2 separate regions of the Mus musculus genome follow, and region 1 is linked to region 2. The links are chromatin contacts, called in public HiChIP or PLAC-seq maps. All regions are on one chromosome and are shown on one strand. Each heading gives the region's core, a stretch centred on a gene start, on an enhancer-like site or on the middle of the called end of the contact. The rest is flanking DNA. Distances are from core to core; before and after follow the strand shown. Region 1 has its middle 45 kb from the start of Slc38a2. Region 2 has its middle 17 kb from the start of Gm32406.

What was found. HiChIP or PLAC-seq counts read pairs in DNA pulled down with a chosen protein or histone mark.
Region 1: an H3K27ac HiChIP or PLAC-seq map of extraembryonic endoderm stem cells shows a contact between it and region 2. The contact joins two enhancer-like sites. A contact is called at or near these places in 2 of 484 Hi-C or Micro-C datasets (both in embryonic stem cells), 2 of 115 datasets of contacts at active chromatin or transcription factors (extraembryonic endoderm stem cells and trophoblast stem cells) and 1 of 9 other capture datasets (embryonic stem cells).

What each region holds. Positions count from the first base shown.
Region 1 is chr15:96,742,895-96,746,473 of GRCm38.p6, reverse strand. No RefSeq gene overlaps it. Among named protein-coding and RNA genes, the nearest start is that of Slc38a2, 45 kb to the right of the region's middle. Within about 2 kb of position 1,558, at least 138 of the 459 cell types and tissues checked have an H3K27ac peak or open chromatin away from gene starts, as enhancers often do. A contact at or near this core is called in extraembryonic endoderm stem cells and trophoblast stem cells, where this site is marked.
Region 2 is chr15:96,522,556-96,526,382 of GRCm38.p6, reverse strand. No RefSeq gene overlaps it. Among named protein-coding and RNA genes, the nearest start is that of Gm32406, 17 kb to the right of the region's middle. Within about 2 kb of position 2,057, at least 65 of the 459 cell types and tissues checked have an H3K27ac peak or open chromatin away from gene starts, as enhancers often do. A contact at or near this core is called in extraembryonic endoderm stem cells and trophoblast stem cells, where this site is marked.

The sequences.
Region 1 (3,579 bases), core at 309-2,808, 220 kb before region 2:
GTACTTGGGAGGCAGTGGCAGGCAGATCTCTGTGACTTCCAGGCCATCTTGGTCTACAGAGTGAGTTTCAGGACAGCCAGAGCTACATCATGAAGACCCTGTTTTGAAAATTAGAAAGAAAAAAAAAAAAAAAAAACCAAGCCAGTCATACATTCAAGTCTTCTCTCATGTCGTCAGTATGTTTCAGCTAATTCCTTACTAAGGACCTATGTATTTTATAATATGATTATTTATAATTACTTTGTTATCGACTTATTGACACATGTCTGTTTCTATCTGCTGTCTTTACTAAACACTATTCTACGAGCTTTGTCTAAGAATGGCTTTTGCCTTTATGCAGTCTGTTCTTATAACAATGAAATTCTGTTTTCCTATAAATTATAATTTTGAAGGCTGAGGCTATAACTCAGCTGATAAACACTTGCCTGGCACCTACAAGATCCTGGTTCAAACCCCAGTATTGTAAAAAACAAAAATAAATAATAGCAATTGTAGTTACAAAAGCTTTTGCTGCTGATGTTTTCATTTTCAACATGCCTACTTACTGAGCAGCTAATGTTTTCAAAGTAAATTTCCCTTCTGCTTCTAAACACATTTGTCGCCGAGTTTCCAGTCTTACAAAATAGGCCATCACCTGAAGAAGTCATGGCTATTCTTCCTGCTCCTTCCAAGACACACATTCCTGGTTTACCCCTCGTCCAGTTGCCCAGTAAAATCTCTATGAACTTGTGTTTGCATTTCTAGACATTAGCTCCACTGTAAGGTCAAGAGAGTAGTAATGGCATGTTCTCTTTTATGTTTTCCCCACAGGTCTCACTGTGTAGCCCTGGCTGTCCTGGAATCCCTATGTAGACCAGGCTAGCCTGAAGCTCTCAGAGATCTGCCCGCCTCTGCCTCTGTAGTGCTGGGATTAAAGGAATAACCTGCCACACCAGAGGCACTTGCCTGTGCAGTTTGTCAGAAATTGTAATCCTAGTGAGTTAACACACCTGATAAAGCTCACCTGACAGCTGCATAAAGGGGCTGCCAAGAGAGTTTAAAAAGATAGTGATATTCTCCCTGTCCTTGTAGATTGTTATGAAATTGATAATAAAAAAGGGGGTTTACATTAGATTATATTTAGGAAACTGATAATTCCTAAATATCTGCTATTACTGAATCTAATTTAAAAAAAACAAACAAACAAAAGGGCCTAGTCTCTCCATGGAAAGCTAAAAACCATCAAATTTCCCTCTCTATGCTACTTCCTGTTCACGATCGGAACACACGCTAAAATAGGTTAATTTGCTAAAATAGGTTAATTTGCATGTCTGTGGGCTAAAACAGGGCTGTGGGAGTTTTCCTCTGTGTATCTAAATGAAGATTTTCAGGGTGTTTCATTTGACTTCGCAAAATAAGTCAGAGATGAAGAGCACTGGCCAGCGCTCCCATTTCTTGAGCTGAAGAAAACAGAACTGAATCCCCCAGTGCTCCACCAGCTCATTGAGTTGGCTGTGGGGCTGCCCTGGACCCTGTGGGCAGCCAAGCTTCATGGCACCCTCTGCAGCATCCTGTTTCACTTTGCCTCACAGTTCTAACTAGAAATACTCAGATTAGCGGCTGGTGAGATGGCTCAGCAGTTAAGAGCACAGAGTGGCTTGCAGTCATCTGTAACTCCAGTCCCAGGGAAAACAATGCCTTATTCTGACCTCTGAGGGCACTTGATGTACACTTCATGCACAGACAAAACACTCACCCACGTAAATAAGTCTTTAAAAAAATTAAAAAGACAAGAAAAATACTCCAATTCCCTTCCTCGGCTCCCTGGAAGTTTCTTCACCGCTACTTGACATATCAGTGTTTTAGGAGATTATTTCTGGTAAAACACGCATGGCTTCTGATCTTATGAAACTGTTTTCCTAGACGTCTAAAGAACTAATACGTGTTAGAAAAGTCACTCACAGCACTCCTGTGTGAGAGAAGGGGAAGATGACACCGGGTCTTCGGTGACACAGACACAGACACACATTCCTGGGCACACCCATTCACAAGTGTCAGGAGCACTCCAAACCTTATAGGGAGGAATAGCTGAATGGAGCTGATAACAGCCAGGCGCCAGGCCCGAGGAAGAGGTGCGGGCGCCCATTTCAAGCCATTGAAAAGTTCCATAGGGGGGAGGGGAAATGGCACGGCAGGAAATTCCTGACCAGCTGTGTAACTGCTTACACCAATGCGTTGGCAGATAAGTGCATTTTTGTGATTCTGCTTCGGCCCCATGTTTATGGCCTCTTCTGATATGTCATCTGGCTCATGTATTACAGCTCCGTCCGGACACCATCCAACGGTACGATTCAACAAACCGTAGCTTCATCTTGATCACCTGGAAATGCTCTTGGCCTTTGCAAAATGGACGAAGAGGCTAACAATGAAAATACTGGAGGAAATTTGCTCTAAGTTAGTCCCCAGAGAAACCATTAGGTCGGGGATTTCATAAACCGTGCTGTAATTTGCTACAATGTAGGTAAAAGATTTGGGGTGGATGTCTAGAAGTGTAAGTTAAGCCTATGCCTGTCGACAAGATGGTAGGAGGGAAGAGTAGAAGGCGATACATAATACAGACGTGATTCATAAATGCAGTGTTCTGTGTATGTGAAAATACTGCCTGCGATGTTTTACATGCATGCGCTCACAGGGTTTCGTGTCATATTTACAACGTTACCGCAGAGTATGGAGTCCATTCCCCAAGTCAGAAAAGCAAGTTTCTAAGAGATCCGATTACAACCCATGCCCTCATGCTACCTTGGCAGAACTGGATAATTTAGGAACTCCTGGTTCCACCACCTTCTGCTTACGCAACACTGAGCAAACCCCAGGTCCTCTGTGGGCCTCATTTCCCTCAGTGAGCAAATGAGAGAGCCTCCCACACCCCTTCCAGAGCTACCAGAGTACATAACCAGCAACGCACAGCACCAGCGGCAGCTGCTTGCATTAACCCAGCCAGTAGTTAGACCAATAAGGGAAAGTGCCAGGATGGATTTCCAAACAATTTCCTGGGACCCGTTGTTTTCAAATGCTGGCTGATGCAATCCTGAGTTGCGTTTCCCCAAGCATGGCTGTCAATGAATCACTTCCTTCACTGGGCAGGGCAGCTTCCCTACCCGTGTTATCTTAACTATCCTTACACTGCAGGTAAGCACACAACTGGAATTGTTCCAAATGTCACACATAGGAGTCTAAGACGCCCTCTCTGCAGTATGATACACACAATACAGAGAATGCGGGTTGCTAACACACTGGCACTGAGCTCCAAGTGACAGCTCTGTGTCCCCAAACTGAGAGGCAGGACTCCTTGAGACAGGTTCCACTTTTCTCGTCAACTAAACTTGGTTTTCAAATTAAATCTTGTAAGGAACTATACATAGCAACGGGCAACAAAGTAACATCTTATTGGAGTGCTTTACAGGCCCAAATCTGTATTTATTATACATTATCTAACACTTTTGTAAGGCACAGAGAACGCAAGACCGGCGGTTATTCGGGGACAGCGGGGTGTAGCGATGTCCTTTTGTTTTGTCCCCTACCAGCACTGTAACAACTGAT
Region 2 (3,827 bases), core at 808-3,307:
CAGAAAGTGTCATAGATCTCCCCATCAATATTGGCAGATTGGCAAACGCCCCGCAGCCAGCTTTCTGAGAAGAGAGCACGCTCTCATCTATAGCATTTGCTTACTTCTGCCCTGGGAATGTGTCTTCCTCGGCTGGTTGCCAACCGTCCTCGGGGAAGACCCACAGTTCAGGGCGAACAAGGAGCACGTAGCTATTTCTCACAGGGTACACCTCGCTGCTAACAATGGTTCCTGAAAAATAAGTCTAAATATCAACGTGTGCTTTTGTCTGTTTTGTTCTGTTGTAAAGAGTTAACAGAGGCTGAGAATCCATTAAAAAAATATACATTTATTTTTTTCTTCATTGTGAAGACAGGGGAGACCAAGACTGGAGCCGGCAGTATCAGGTAAGAACTTTCTCATGGCCTCTCCCCATGGCGGAAGGCAGACGGGGTAAGAGAAGACAAAACCACAAACAAGAAAACATACCGCTCACCCTTTTATAGCGACAATTGTCCTTTATTAGGGTAGAGGAGCCTGGGTCATAGCTCAGTGGCCCCAGGGTTTGACCTCTAGTACTATATAAACAAATAACAAAAAGCCCTTTTTACTATTAATAGGGAGACACCCTGTAAAATTTTAATAAAATCCAAGTCTTCTTAATATTAATTAGGTGGACACCACGCAAAAAATAATAATAAAATCCATTTTTCCTTTCCTAGCTCCTGGAAAGAAGACTCCACGACTAATTAGTTATTATTAAATTCCTAGGCCGTAAGTTTTGACTCATTCTCTGAGTAGCTTGTGACTTAGTTAACCATTTAAACTATTCTATGTCTACCAGTTGGTTAGTTACCTCTCTTTCAGTCCCAGCCCCCTTCTTTCTTCACGTGTCTCCCTGAGTTCATCTAATCTGCTGGTTTAGACCCCTCTCTGTGGTCTGTCTCCATGGTCTCTTGACTCTCTCTTTTATACACTCACTATTTCCCAGAATCCTCTCTCTTCCTGCCAGTGCCCCACCTCCTATTTGTTTGTTTGTTTGTTTGTTTGTTTGTTGGTCTTTTTGTGTTTTTCTTTTTTTTTTTTTTATTGACAGGTGATGCTTACAAGAGATCCTTTCTCTACAACACTCAGTGAAACAAACACTTCCTGTTTGGCTCGTTTCTCACCTCTGCTGCACTGGGGAAGTTTCGAACACTTGAATTTTGGTGACTACATTCCAATTCTGCAACACGCATTAAGAGGCTACCGTGTTATCTCTATTGAAATTATCGAGTGCATTCAGCACCAACTCGGCCGTCTGCTGAAGTCTCACCCGTACCACCTTGCAGTTCAAACCGTGCCTTCCTTTCCTACGAGCTTTCTTCTCACTGTCTCAGGTTCTTAAAACTGCAGACCTTCGGGCTGATACAGCAGCAAAACTGCCCAAGGACTGTGCCCAGCAGCCAGACAGATAATGCTAACAACACCAATTAAAATCAGAGATGCAGCAGGGCGGTGGTGGGGTGCACCATTAATCCCAGCACTCGGGATGCAGAGGCAGGTGGATCTCTTGAGTTTGAGACCAGCCTGGTCTACAGAGTGAGTTCCAGGACAGCCTGGGCTACACGGAGAAACCCTGTGTTGAAAAACCAAACCAACCAAACGAACAACAAGCAGAACATAGAAAGACAGCTACTGCTCTGCTCTAAGTCAGAGAGGGGGTGGAGGGTAGCGTGCCGGGAAGAGCGGCCTTGCAAGTAAGGCAGAGCTGGGCATGAGTCCCCACCCTGATGTTTGCCATCTGTGCTACCCTGCAGATGAGAAGGCCGCAGCAGGCCTGTCACCCAACACCCACCTCTTGCTGAGGAAAGTCTGGGAAGAAAGAAGGGGAAAGAGCCTACTCAAACCTCCTTGAAAGCCGGGGATGGCAGATCTCCAGGCAAACATGCTAACAAAGGCATAGAGGAGAGAGGTCCTTATCTAAGGAATGCTTCCAGCAAGGGCAACTTGATTGACAGGCTATTGAAAGCTGGGCTGTGTTGGAATGTCTCCCTAAACAATGTCTTGTACCCATGTGACTAAGCGAGCATACGTGGGATGAGTCGCGGAAGAAAAAGCAGCTTTAGGGCCAGAACTAATCAGAACACTGCAAGAAGTCAGCTGGGGATCTATACTGGTCCCTCTGTGCCAGTCAGGTTGAGGTAATGACAACAGCCTCCTCCTCCCCCTCCTCCTCCACTCCCTCCTCTTCCTCCTCCTCCCCCTCCTCCTCCACTCCCTCCTCTTCCATCTCCCCCTCCTCTTCCCCCCAATAATAATAATAATAATAATAATAATAATAAATCTACCTTTTTAACCAGAAGAACAAGCAGAGGAGGCAGGAGAATCACCCAACATGTAGCAGCATAGTAAATGCTAAATGCAACATGTAGCAGCATAGTAAATGCTAAATGCAACATGTAGCAGCATAGTAAATGCTAAATGCAACATGTAGCAGCACAGTAAATGCTAAATGCAACATGTAGCAGCATAGTAAATGCTAAATGCAACATGTAGCAGCAGTAAATGCTAAATGCAGCTTCTACTTCTGCCGTCACTGATGGGACCACTGCATGATGCGCAGAGCCTCCAGGGCTCACTGACGTCATTTACCTCCAGAGAGATCAATGACACAAGTGGGTGCTGCTTTGTATCACCCACTCTTCTGTATCACTTTGTAGCCCCAGCAGGCCTTGAACTCACAGAGCTTGCCTGTCTCTGCCTCGGGCATACTTCAATCAAAGGCGTGTGCCAGCACACTTGGTATAAGTGGTATATATCAACTCTTTTGCGACACCCGACCTCCTGAAGTTATAAATATACTCATCAGAGTGTCAGTGATAGTTATTTTTCCTTCCCTAAAGAAAAGAGTCCTAAAACATACCAAATTTAAAATTCCTTTTAAAATAACCCCTACAGTCTTCATAGTTCAAACTTAAACGGACCCTATTTTTCACCAGATGTGGTCAGAACCCGTACTCCCAGCACGTGGGAGGCTAGAACGGGAAGACTAGCCTAAGCAGAGACCCCCGCCTCAAGAAAGGAAAGCCTTTTTTCCCCCCTAAGCATTTGTTCAACAGGCATTGATGGTGTCCTACATGCAAGGCCGTGAGCATACACATGTGAACTAAATAACACAGCTCTGCCCTTTCCCTTGGGGCTTACAGGCTAGCGGAGAAACAGCCTTTAGACAAGTAGCGCCCAAACAAACGTGCCAATACGATGCCCATGTTGTGCTGAGGTGAGAAACCAGAATGTAAGGGAGCGGACATGTTGGGAGCTCAGAGAGAGAGCGGCCCTTACTCTGGGATACTCAGGGCAGGTGGTGTGGCAGGGATGAGGATAAGGGACCCTCGGGGCAGGTGGTGAGGGCAGGGGTGAGGATAAGGGACACCTGGGGCAGGTGGTGTGGCAGGGGCGAGGAGAGGAAGAACGTTTTTTTAAAAAATCATTTATTTATTTATTTATTTATTTATTTATTTATTTATTTATTTACACTCCAGATTTTATTCCCCTCCCAGTCCACCCTCTGACTGTTCCACATCCCATACCTCCTCCCTGGCCCCCTGTCTCCACGTGGATGTCCCTACTCCCCTTCCTCCACCCCACAAGACCTCTAAACTCCCTGGGGCCTCCAGGCTCTTGAGGGTTAGGTGCATCGTGTCTGAACCCAGACCCGACAGTTGTCTGCTGTATGGGTGTTGGTCACATCAGCTGATAGGAGAAGAAGAGCTTCGAGAGAAATGGAACAGTAGTGATCTTTTAAGGGTCCCCAGTTAATCCAGTGAGTCTGGGTGGCGTCGACCATGGGGATCAGGTCTGGGGAT